Regions from separate parts of the Anas platyrhynchos genome. Here region 1 is linked to region 2. Evidence: chromatin contacts called from public Hi-C data. All regions are on one chromosome and are shown on one strand. The core of a region is the stretch at or near the end of the contact, and the rest is flanking DNA. Distances in the headings are between cores, read along the strand shown. Region 1 holds the start of LOC113845171 (SLC35A4 upstream open reading frame protein). Region 2 overlaps PSD2 (pleckstrin and Sec7 domain containing 2).

What was found. A called contact is a pair of places that touch in the nucleus more often than the background predicts.
Region 1: a contact with region 2 is called in a Hi-C map of skeletal muscle, with 5 times the contacts expected there. The contact joins the promoter of LOC113845171 here to the enhancer-like site in region 2. A contact is called at or near these places in 3 of 8 Hi-C or Micro-C datasets (F1 follicle, skeletal muscle and subcutaneous adipose tissue).

What each region holds. Positions count from the first base shown.
Region 1 is chr14:12,267,655-12,273,212 of IASCAAS_PekinDuck_T2T, forward strand. It overlaps LOC113845171 (SLC35A4 upstream open reading frame protein), which reads left to right and starts at 3,616. Exons shown (of 3, transcript XM_027468547.3): 1 at 3,616-3,765; 2 at 3,837-3,935; 3 at 4,010-5,558. The coding sequence starts at 3,751. The coding sequence ends at 4,207. The region is part of intron 2 of NDUFA2 (NADH:ubiquinone oxidoreductase subunit A2); the gene reads right to left. SLC35A4 (solute carrier family 35 member A4) reads left to right here and starts at 4,729. Exons shown (of 1, transcript XM_005009969.5): 1 at 4,729-5,558. The coding sequence starts at 4,729.
Region 2 is chr14:11,955,886-11,961,428 of IASCAAS_PekinDuck_T2T, forward strand. PSD2 (pleckstrin and Sec7 domain containing 2) reads right to left here. Exons shown (of 15, transcript XM_072023363.1): 8 at 1,673-1,763; 9 at 561-604. Among named protein-coding and RNA genes, the nearest start is that of PSD2, 61 kb to the right of the region's middle. Within about 2 kb of position 3,181, at least 1 of the 8 cell types and tissues checked has an H3K27ac peak or open chromatin away from gene starts, as enhancers often do.

The sequences.
Region 1 (5,558 bases), core at 2,366-4,865, 310 kb after region 2:
TTTTCTGCAGAAAGGTGCTCGCAAGGCTGGCACTTGGTGAACGTCCCACGAGGAACCAGCCAGAGGAGGTGAGCAGCAGCGGCTGTGCAGCGGTGCTCTGCTGCCCTCAAGTGTTGCTTTTTAGCGATAGTCAAATCTGCAAAGCCTGCAGTTTGTGCTTTTAAAGTTTGGTGGTTGTGCTTCAAGAAAGGCCTTTGCAATCACACTGATTATTTTACCTTTTCCGTAGGAAACTTCCTGCTTGAAAAGTGGGCTCATCTGAAGTGATTGAGTTAACCAGCGCGTTGACCAAGTTCACTCCTCTCTGTGGTTAAAGTTTGGCATCCTGCAAAGCAAGGAAAACTGCAGCTCAGTGCTTCAGCTATCAGCCACTCACACATCTCTGGGGCTTAAACTGGCTGTTCCTTACCTGCCCTGGTGTCGTGGTGACTTTGTGGTCCCTTTCATTTATTCTTCCCAGCAATTCAGGGGGAGAAGTGTAATACATGTGGTGAATGGGTATAAACTAAATTTGAGAGCCACCAGCAAGACAGCCCAGAAACCTTCGTGGGGCTGGCTCGATGCTCTTGCATGCTGTAACTGCAAGCTCACACCTGAGCCTTTAAATCCTGGTATAGTGTGCATGGGGTTAACAGATACATCCAGCCCAGCACCCCAGTTTTCAATTAAATTGTTAGCCAAGCATCCAAAACATTAATTTCTTTCAATTAGTCAGGTTTGCTTCTATAGTTCCTATTTCCCAAGCTGTTAGTGCTGTCACTTATGTTTAGCAGGTAGCATTAGTGGCTGGGTTAGACTGAGTAAGGTCCCCAGCATGACTTGGTTCTGCACAAAGAAAGGCAAAAATAAGTGCAAAGCTCATGTAGGGGAAAAGGGTTATTTCTGCGTGATGGGCAAGGGTTACAGAGCACCTTACTTGAAGAGTGCTTTTTTCCCCCAATGAGATGTAGTGGAAGCTGTTGACTTTTTTCCCCTTGAAGCAATATAAAAGGAACTGCCTTCTAATCCTTGCAGCCCAGTGAGGAGGTGAGTCTCTGAATTCATTGGTAAGTTCCATCTTCATGTCCTAAAGGCCAGCTCACCAGCTCTCTGTTCCCAGCAAACTATGGGATCACCCATGGAATTGTCATGGGGTCTGCAAAGCCACCACGTGGACTTGCCATAGGGGGCTTCACGGCCACCACAGGCACCCCCACGGGGGCTGCAGTGCCACCCACGGCTCACAGTGTTGGGTGAGGGGCACTGCCAGGCTGGGCAGAGTACAGAGGTCCCAGGGACCCCTCTTCAGAGCTTCCAGCCCAGGTCCCTCTGAGCAGCGGGCTGAGAGCCTGGCCTGGTCGGTGGTCTCCTCCCAGACAGCTCAGCAGAGTGTTTTTTGCACTGGGTGCAGGAACAGAGCCACATCCCAGCCATCCTCCCTCCAGAGGTGCATCCCTGTGACACCAGCCTTGTCCCAGAACGAACGTGCTCACACTGAAAAGAAACTGGGAGCAGCTGCCAGGCATGAAGCCTCCTGGAGGAAGCCACAAACCAGCACAGCACAGGTTGGAAGACAACATCACATTCGTGGTGAACCAGCCCAAATACCAAGGAACAAAGTGTGTCAGCAGGATGCTGAGTCAAGCGCTGACAGATCACTGTTCGTATGTGCAGGGGATGAGGTGTCCCCTTGACTGCCCCTCACTGAAAAAGAAGCTTTATTCCTCAAGGCTTTGGCCATATATATATATATTTTTTTTTTCAGACAACTCCACAGATGGAGCAGTAACTAGGTTTTGCTTTCATTAATCCATGGACAAAATAAGGTAGAAAAAGGGAAGCTGGCAGGCCTGCAAGTGCATTTGTGCCCATCAGTTTGCACTGCTCCCAGCAGCTTGGGCATCCTTTGCTGTGGAGCTACCACAGGAAAAGCTGAGCAGAAACCACACAAGAGCAACATGCCACATCATTTCCACTCTTGGGAACAAAATCTGGATGGCCACAACTGAGACAAAGCAGTTCTTCGTGCATTTAATCCATGGCAACAGACCTAATTTGCAGAAGGACTACACAACTCCAGCTCCTCTTTGTGCTGAGCTCTTGGGCAATGCTGCTGCAGCTGGGAGAGGTCAGCCAAAAGCCATGTCCACATCCCTGCTGCTCTCTGCCCACTTTTCTCCCTTCAGTGAGCCTCTGTGGGGAGGGGAGCATTCTCCTCGGGTTCTTTTCTTTAACTGCCTCTTTACACACACTTCCTTTGTCCCACCTTGCTCTTTCCCTTCCTCTTACAAACTGTATCGAAAGCACGATCTCAGCTACTTGCATTGATGTGTTCCATTCACGGGGCTATAAAACACTCATAAATCAATACTAATATCATGGTTTAAATACGAATACATATATATTGGAAGTAGAAGACCCTGTCTACTCCTGTTCCCTGAGTGGGGTGAAAAGTAGCCTTTTCTCTGGAAACTCTATCAGCACATGAATCAGCTTCCTGTATTGCCTGTTCGTAGCTATTAGCATCTGAAGAGATTCCGCTTTCTGTAGCACCCAAGCAAGCATCCTGCCTGTGGTTTCCCCAAAGACCGACACCAAACCTCCCATTTTGGCTCCCAAACCAATCAAGTGGAGCCAAATGCCCCAGTCACTGGTGTAGTGGCTGCTGAAGGAGAGCTGAGTCCCTGGAGGCCATGCTGAACCCTGCTGTGCTTTTATTGTTTGGAAACTGCAGGTACACTTGGTAACTTGGCAGAGATGCAGCTGTCAACTAGGTCACTTGGATGCAGTCTCTCCTTTGCTGTTTAAGAGCTTCCCCATTCCTGAAGTCCTCTCACAGGATAGTAGCAGCTGATGATTCATCCCCCTCTTCAGGAAAACAAAACATGAGAGCTGGAAAGGCAGCCAGGCAGAGCAAGAGGCGCTTTTTCCATCCCACAGCAGGTGAGAGGAAGGTACACACCCTGTTCATGTGCTTGCTCCAGGGCAAAGGAGGAGCTGAGGCCATTTTTGCTCCTGAATGTGCTACAGTAAATACATCAGACTGAAGCCAGAGCATATCTCCGTGGCCCTGGGGCCCCAAAACAAGATGTTTTCTTGGGGCCATCTTCCTTTGGAAGGAGATGGCAGTGGCAGCAGTGTGCTTGGGCTGCAGGTGCTGTGTTGCTGGGGCCCTGCTCTGTCTTGACGCAGGGCTTCCAGGGTTACTGGTTTCTGCCAGCAAAACACATCTACTCAGCTGCTGAGAAGGCAAAGCAACACGAGTAACCTTGCTTCAGCAGCTGCAAAGCGGGCAAGGAAATGTGCTGAGACATGAGATGGGAGCTGGGGGGTTTTGTCTGATTGCCTCACCCCGAGCAACCTGCTCTGCTGGGAGCAGAGCCCCACAGAGAAACCACCGTGACTGCTCCAGAGCCACGACAGCCTGCTTCAAAACAATTGCCAGCTCCTAGAAAGTTCAAGGCTTTAATTTTGGGGAGTCATTCTTGTTTCCTCATCAGTGTTGTTCAGGACTCTGGTGCTGGGGTCTGCCAAGCCACTCTCACAGCCCAGTGGTTCCCTTCCCTTCCCTTCCCTTCCCTTCCCTTCCCTTCCCTTCCCTTCCCTTCCCTTCCCTTCCCTTCCCTTCCCTTCCCGCCGCCATCACAGCACATCGGGGCCGCCCCGCCTCAAGATGGCGCCCGGCCGGCTCCGCGCCGCCCCGCCTCAAAATGGCGGCGGTCGGGGCCGGGCTCTCCCACCGCCCTCAGGCGGGGCGGCGCCTGCGGCAGCATGGCGGACGATAAGGTGAGTGGGGCGGCCGGGCAGGCCCGGCACGGCGCCGCGGGCACGGAGCTGCAGCTTGTGTGTTTCCCTAGGACCCGCTGCCCAAGCTGAAGGACCTCGCCTTCCTGAAGGGGCAGCTGGAGAGCCTGCAGCGGCGGGTGGAGGACGAGGTGCACGCCGGTGTGGGGCAGGTAAGGAGGGTTGGGGCCGGACGGCTCTGCCGCCCCGTCCCGTCCCGCAACCTCACTCCTCTCTGTCCCCGCAGAATGGCTCCCTGCTGGCTTCTCCTTTCCTCAAGGGCTTCCTGGCCGGCTACCTCGTAGCGAAACTCCGCTTCTCGGCCGTCCTGGGTTTTGTGGTGGGGACCTGCACGGGTGTCTACGCAGCGCAGAACTACGCCGTGCCCAACGTGGAGAAGACGGTCCGGGACTACCTGAGCTCCCTGAGGAAAGGTGGGGACTAGCCAGGGGAACCCGGCCGGCAGCGGCTGTGTCAGTGGCACTGCTGGGGCAGGAGGCTCCTGTGTCCCTGCGTGCTGCTCCTGCCCCTTGGACGAGGGCTTCGCACCCACCGATCATTGTGAGATGCTCCCCGGTTTGGTTATGGGGTGTCGGTAACCGGTGACGGTGAGGGGCAACCATACCCTCACCCCCAGCAGCTCGGACGTGCCGGCTGCCTGCTCCCTTGTCCTCTCTCCCTGCAGCCCCCAAACCGCTGTCACTGCCCCCATGCCCTTCCACTGAGCGGGTGCCCTGCCCTAGGAGCGAGCTTTGTGTGGTTTCCTGGGGAGACTTCTGCTTCTCCCCTTAACGAGAAACAAAGCCATTCCTTTCCTCTGTATCAGAAATGTAACAGGTAATATCCTGTTTTAATCAGGCTCATTAAATTCATGGTATTCGCTTTCTTCTTGAATGTGCCGGGGTGTGAGTCTATCTGGCCTCTCCCCGCTGGTAGCAGCTCATCCCTGCTGGCTGCCTCCTGGAAATGGGTACGTTTGGTAAAGCCACTGCTGCTCTGCTCAGCCCTGTGCCCAGGGTGTCACAGCGGGGGCTGTGGGGACTGATGCTGCTCTTGTCTGTGGCTGTGTACGGCTCCCACGCTCCCCTCCTGACCCTGTGCAAGGTGGATGGCACAATCCCATTCAGCTCTTCATCCGTCGTGGTTCTCGTCGAGCTGACAAAGCTGGTGCTCTCCCTCTTCTTCCTGCTGACCTGGGACCGGCAGCTGCTGGGAGTTGCTGTGTCCTGGCACCACGTCGTTCCCTTTGCCCTTTCTGCCCTGCTCTATGCTGCAAACAACAATCTGGTGGTTCACATGCAGCTCTTCATGGATCCCAGCACCTACCAGGTCCTGAGTAACTTAAAGATTGTCAGCACTGCGCTCCTCTACAGCCTCTTCCTGCGTCAAAGACTCTGCATGCGCAAGTGGCTGGCACTCTTCCTCCTGATGGCTGCTGGGGTGAGCTACAGCCTTGGAGGCTTGCAGGACCCACAGGACTCTAGCAGCCCCTCCAGGATGCAGCTGCACATCACGCTCGTGGGCTTGTTGCTGATCTCGGTGTACTGCCTGATATCAGGTTTGTCAGCTGTCTACACAGAAGCTATCCTGAAAACCCAGGCTCTGCCTCTCAGCCTTCAGAACCTCTTCCTTTACTTCTTTGGCGTCCTGCTCAACTTGATCGGCCATTTCTGGAGCAGCACAGAGAGAGGTTTCTTGGAGGGCTTTTCCTCCTGGGTGTTGGTGATTGTGGTCAGCCAGGCCTTGAACGGCTTGATCATGTCTGTGGTCATGAAGCACAGCAGTAACATCACCAG
Region 2 (5,543 bases), core at 1,931-4,430:
AGGTTTTCAAGATGCAGCTGAACATAGCCCTGAGCATCTGGTCTGAATTCAACATTTGTCAACACTTTGAGAGGAAGCTGGGCTTGAGACCTCATGAGGTCCCTTCCAGCCATAACAATTCTCCCACAGTGATTCCAGAAGGAACTGTGTGGAAGAGAAGGGAGGTCTTGGTGACCAAAGTAACCCCAGATCTTGAGTTTCTCGAGCAAAGACCATGCTCTTAAGCGCCTGAAGAGGGACTGGCACTTTCTGGGCATAATAGAAAATAAAGGGGACTTTCCCTTCATTTAGATTGCGCCATTTAGATTGTGCCAACCTGAATGATTCTATGATTCTACTCTATGATTCTACGGAACCTGCACCCACAGACTGCCACCAATCTCTCTGTCTGCTTTTGTGTCTAAACCATAAATAAACCCAGTTTGCCTACAGGAGGGATTTCAGTACTTAAGAGCTTGGCAGGAGATGTTCTGAAAACTTCTGGAGCTAAAAGCAGGGTTCACAACTTGTCAGCTACTTTGAAAGATATTCTCTTTCTAAAATGCTTAACATATACTTACATGGCCCATTCCAGCTTCTCATTCTTGATGGAGTTATACAGTGTCTGCAACAAGAACATGGTATTAGCTGTGTCTCTAATAGTACACATGTCTGGTTTGTGGAGATCATTTCTTCTACACCCTGTCTGTGTTCTCAGAGAGATGCCTTCACTTCTAAAATGTCCTGGAGAAGTATTCGCTAGTGAGCAATACAACTGCTGTCCTCCCAAACCCTTTGTTATCTATAGTTTGGACTGAACATGTCAGGAGTATAGGTGTTTGGCAGCCAGCCTTGCTCAAGAGCCCATTCATGATATTTTTGCTAAATCCTGGGTGCTGAGCCTAGTTCTGAGTGAACTCTGGCCTACACAAATTTGACAGAAATGTCTGGTATATACCAAAACACCTCCTATGTCTTAACTAGGGGAAAGGGACAGTGGAGGCTTGAACACTGCCATGAGAAGCAGGAGAGGGATGAATAACTTTGTGGTTCAGCTTTTCCAGTTTCTCCTAGGAAAACTCCCAATGACTCCTCTGAGGCACTAGGAGGGAAAGAACGGGCGAGAAAAGCAGAACGCACGGGTAGCCCTCACCATACTGAGGAATGGCATAGGGTAAGGTCTGCTGGTGGGGAAGTTTATGTCTAAAGCTTGTCATGACATTCCTGATGTGAGGCTAGCCCTTTCAACTTCCTTCCATACAGCAAAAAACAGAGCAGGCTGATGCACCTGTGGCAGGTGGAGAAAATGATGGTGGTGCTAAATCACATGGAAGGAGAAAATACTTTCTCTAACCAATCTTCCATGTTACTGAGCTAGTTATCTTGGAGTACTACTTATAATTACATGGAACTGAAGGCAGAGAAAAGTATCCATGCCAGACAGACATATTTCTGGTACTTTTTTTTTTTTGTGTACAGTATCTCACATGGTATATCACAGAACTACCATGGTGGGATGTGACCCCCGGCATGCTCTGAGGGCAGATAAATCCCGGAATAACCTGGATTACAATTCTAATGAAATAAATGTGTGATAGAAAATGCTGACTCAAGGGCTCTGAGTGTCATGGTAGGACTCGGTTACACTGCCATAATAATGACAGCATCCCACTGTCTATGTGTGCCATATTACCTTCAGCAAATCCTTTGCAAAGTCCTTCCCATCATTCAGCCCATCCAGGTTTGCTATGAACTGTTGACATGACATCTTTTTGCCAATATTCTGCAAGGCAAAGAAGCAGCACATTAAACTTCTGGAAAGTTTTGACGTAAATGAGACTGTTTTTTAAAGAACAATTTTATATGTCGAAGCAAGGTTTGGGTTTGCCTCAGAAACTCAAAGCTAGATTCACATCTTCTGCTCTTATTTTCTATTGGGATCTTTGATTTATTTGCTCATGCCAACAACAAAACACTTAAAATTATCTCTTCTAATTGTATAGATAAAACACCTGAAAACAACCTCCAGGTCTCGCTCCAAACTTTCTCATTGATTTCACCTCTGGCCTCCAGGTTGGCCCTGGTACGAGATTTGTGCTTCGAAACTCAAGACAAGCACTCAAACCATCTTTAAATATTGGAACTGGGACGGGCCTCCAAGCTTACAGTGTGGGAAATTGTATGAGCATGCAGTGTCAGCACCTGAAGACAACCAGCGCTGGACAATGATTGATGAAAACTGTTATTTTCATTGTTGTTACAAGGAGAGATAATCCAGCTACTGGTACTGTGTGAACTAAGGTGCTGGGCTGTGTGAGGGCAGTGCACAGACAATCTCAGTCATCACCAGTTAATGCCAAGATAAATTTGGTGCCAATACTGCCAGGTCATCTGGAGTTTGTGATATTAGTCTGTGACATCTGTCTTCCCAAACCTTTTACCCCTCACCATATCCAGGTCACTTTCTCAGCCTGCAGGGGTTGAGGGGCTGGAGGCAGACAGCCTTTTTCCTTGACTCCCCCTGCAATTGTACCTTTCCAAAGGACTGGAACAGAGGTGTGGAGGGGGTCAGTGAGAATTGTAGGGTTCAGAAAAAGGAGTCTGATATCACCAAGGAAAGATACATGTCTCCAGTGTCATGCCATATCGCAGCCTCCACACCCTCAAGCAAAGTCCCCAGGAACAGCTCTTGTGGTGAAATCACATGGAGTGGACAATGGAGGTGGTGAGAGGAGAGCAGGAGAGATGAGGTACCACCACTGGTCCTAAGGCTGAGCAAGGGCCCCATTTAGGGACTCGATGAGGAAGAAAAGGAAGGCCCTCACTGGAAGGGGATGAAGCTGCAACAGATAATATAAGAGGTGCCCCGCACAGTAAGGTGTGTTTTTTTCTGTGCAAGAAAATAATGTCTTGAGAGAGACTTATGCCAGAACCCCCTGGGGCTTCTTCCCTGAGGAAAGCATCGGCAAAGAGTGAGGCCCTGGGATTAACCCACAACAGCCCCCCCACCTGCCATCTATGTATGCAGGGAAGCTTTTTGGCCATGCATGGAGCTGGTGCTGCCTCTGAGCAGCTTTGAGCATTTCTGTCTGAAATTCTTGATGATGCCTCCTGTCTCCTCCATGAGAGGTCAAGGAAAAGAGAGAAAAAGCACTGTTATGAATCTGCAGTGCCTCAGGACACTGCAGTTGGCACAGTACAGCACAGCATGAGGCTCGACTGTCTTTGCTTTATCACAGGAAAGCCCCACAGCTGCTGCCCATAACTGGACCCCGTAGCTAAATGCTCCTGCCGAACAGTGCTCAGTGGCTGAACCAGGCACAGGGAACCTGCTGGGAAGCCTGCAAATGTTTCTTCAGCAGAGGGAGGGGAGGTTTGTGTACTGGCTGGTTGGTGAATTACAGAAAAACAAACAAACAAACAAACAACCAGCCAGCATCATAACAGACGTAGGGGTGGAGAAAGGAAGGAGGGTGAGAGAGCGCATTTTAAAAAATGGGCTTTGGAAGATACTCAGGTGTAGCCTGGTATTTCTTGGCTGTTTCCAAGTCCCAGCATCAGGAGGCTGTGCAGGTATGTATGGATGAGGGAACACTGGGTGCTCAGTGGGAAAAGTGCCATGTGAAAGTCCCAGGAGAAGGAGCAGGCTGCTGGTGGCCAGAGGTCATAAAGGGTGGCTATCTGGGGTCTCTCCCCAGCCCTCCCTCTGTAACGGGTTTGAGTTTCTGGCTGGAGGCACCAGGCATCAAACATAGGTACAAAGTGGTGAGTGGAGTGCATCCACAATGAGCTTCCCAGCATAAGCATCCTGCCCCTGGCAGACCCTGCTTTTACTCAGGCTTTCCTGACCTTCCTCAAATACTTATCTCCTGGGGAAAACAAACAAACAAAAAAACAACAACACAAACTACACATATGCTGCATCATGAGGTGAGGGTTTGCTGGTCTGACTGGACAAAGGGATCTGGTAGTGGATTTATTCTAGGCAGCAGAATCAAAATCAACATGCTGCAGGGAATGATTCTGCAGACTTTGGATGACAACGACCCCTAGACCACACAAAGCTACAGTGGGCAGACTGGTGTCACTCTGCAGGTGGCTCCGGTGGCTGCTTGTCAGAGCACTTCAGCTTTCCGAGTGCTACTAACACACATAGCTAATGAGAAGTCACAAGCTTGTCTCAAAGGACGATATCATAGTGTTTTTAAGACTAATAGTGATGCATGTGGTGTTAGGAGCTGCCACGGGTCCCATTTTTATGCTCTGTCCAATGGCCATGAGAGCTGCTGGTTTGCTTTTTTGAAATGAATGCTTAAGCTCATTGCATTACAGTGTGAGCATACAAGCTGGGCTTCAGCAAAGTACTTGGTACTCTGAGGGCAAAATGTAATCGAGAGTGCTGGTGATGAAGAGGTGTTGATTTGTCACTGTCCTTCCATGGCAAGCAGTTCTGAACAAGGAGGAAGAAAGATATGCATTCAAAAGGAAACATCTCCAAGCTTTGTCTCTGAGGGTCAAAGATAGAGCACAGGAGTACTTTGTCATAACATCTCCTGGAGCTCAAACAGCACCAGCAGAGCATTGTGCAGTGCTGGAACAACCTGGTTTATATTAAAAAGCTTGCAACGTTTGCTGATAAATGTTGGCTTTTAACAGCAACTCCAGAAATCATGTGATTCTATGAAAATGGAGCACCTCATTTTAAAAATAGTATGTTTGCAGGACCATTTCAAAACAGGGTCTTAACGTACCTGCAGTAGAAAATCAACAGTACTAAAGTAGAACTATGGTGTGTCCATGTGCAAATCTCATGTTTTAAAGCCAGTCTCATCACTTTTAGGCCTGAACTCAGCATATGTGATCATCAGTACTGGGATGGTGAACTAGCCCACTGTGGAGACACTACTGTAGACAATTTGCCATTTAATGAGAAACATCAACTCCCCCCTCTCCTAACCAAAGTGATGTCCCACTCCGTGGCAATGTACAGGAAAACACTGAAATACACACACAATATTAAAACAAGAAATTTAAAAAGAAAAAAAAAAGTGATATGTAATATACCAACAGCATATTTAACAAAACAAGGAGTGAGAGATCACGCCACACAGTTCCAGGTATCCTGCAATTTCTTTTCACAAGGAGGATTTTATGTGACTCATATCAGTTGCTAATGGGCTACCAAGTAGTGAAGGACACTCACTGCACAACAACTTAGGGATCCGGACAAACAAAATCTCTCTCTCTCTTTTTTTTTTTCCTTTTTTTTTTTTTTTCATTTTAACACAGAAAAAAAAAAAAGAACCAAAATGAACAAACAAAAAAACCCAAGTCAAATGCTAGTGCTTTAAAGTAAAACACTAGAATGACTGCACTTACCACCTGGTAAAGGATTAAAGAGCAGAAAGAGAGGTTCCAGAAGCAGAAGGAGGAATAAAAAAAGGAGGAGAAGGAGAAGAAGAAATTAATGTTACACATGGAAAAATAAAGAAAAGATTTTTCAAAGAAAAGTTCAGGCATTTCTACACCTGGTCAAAAGAAAGATGCATTTTTCCTTGCCTAGA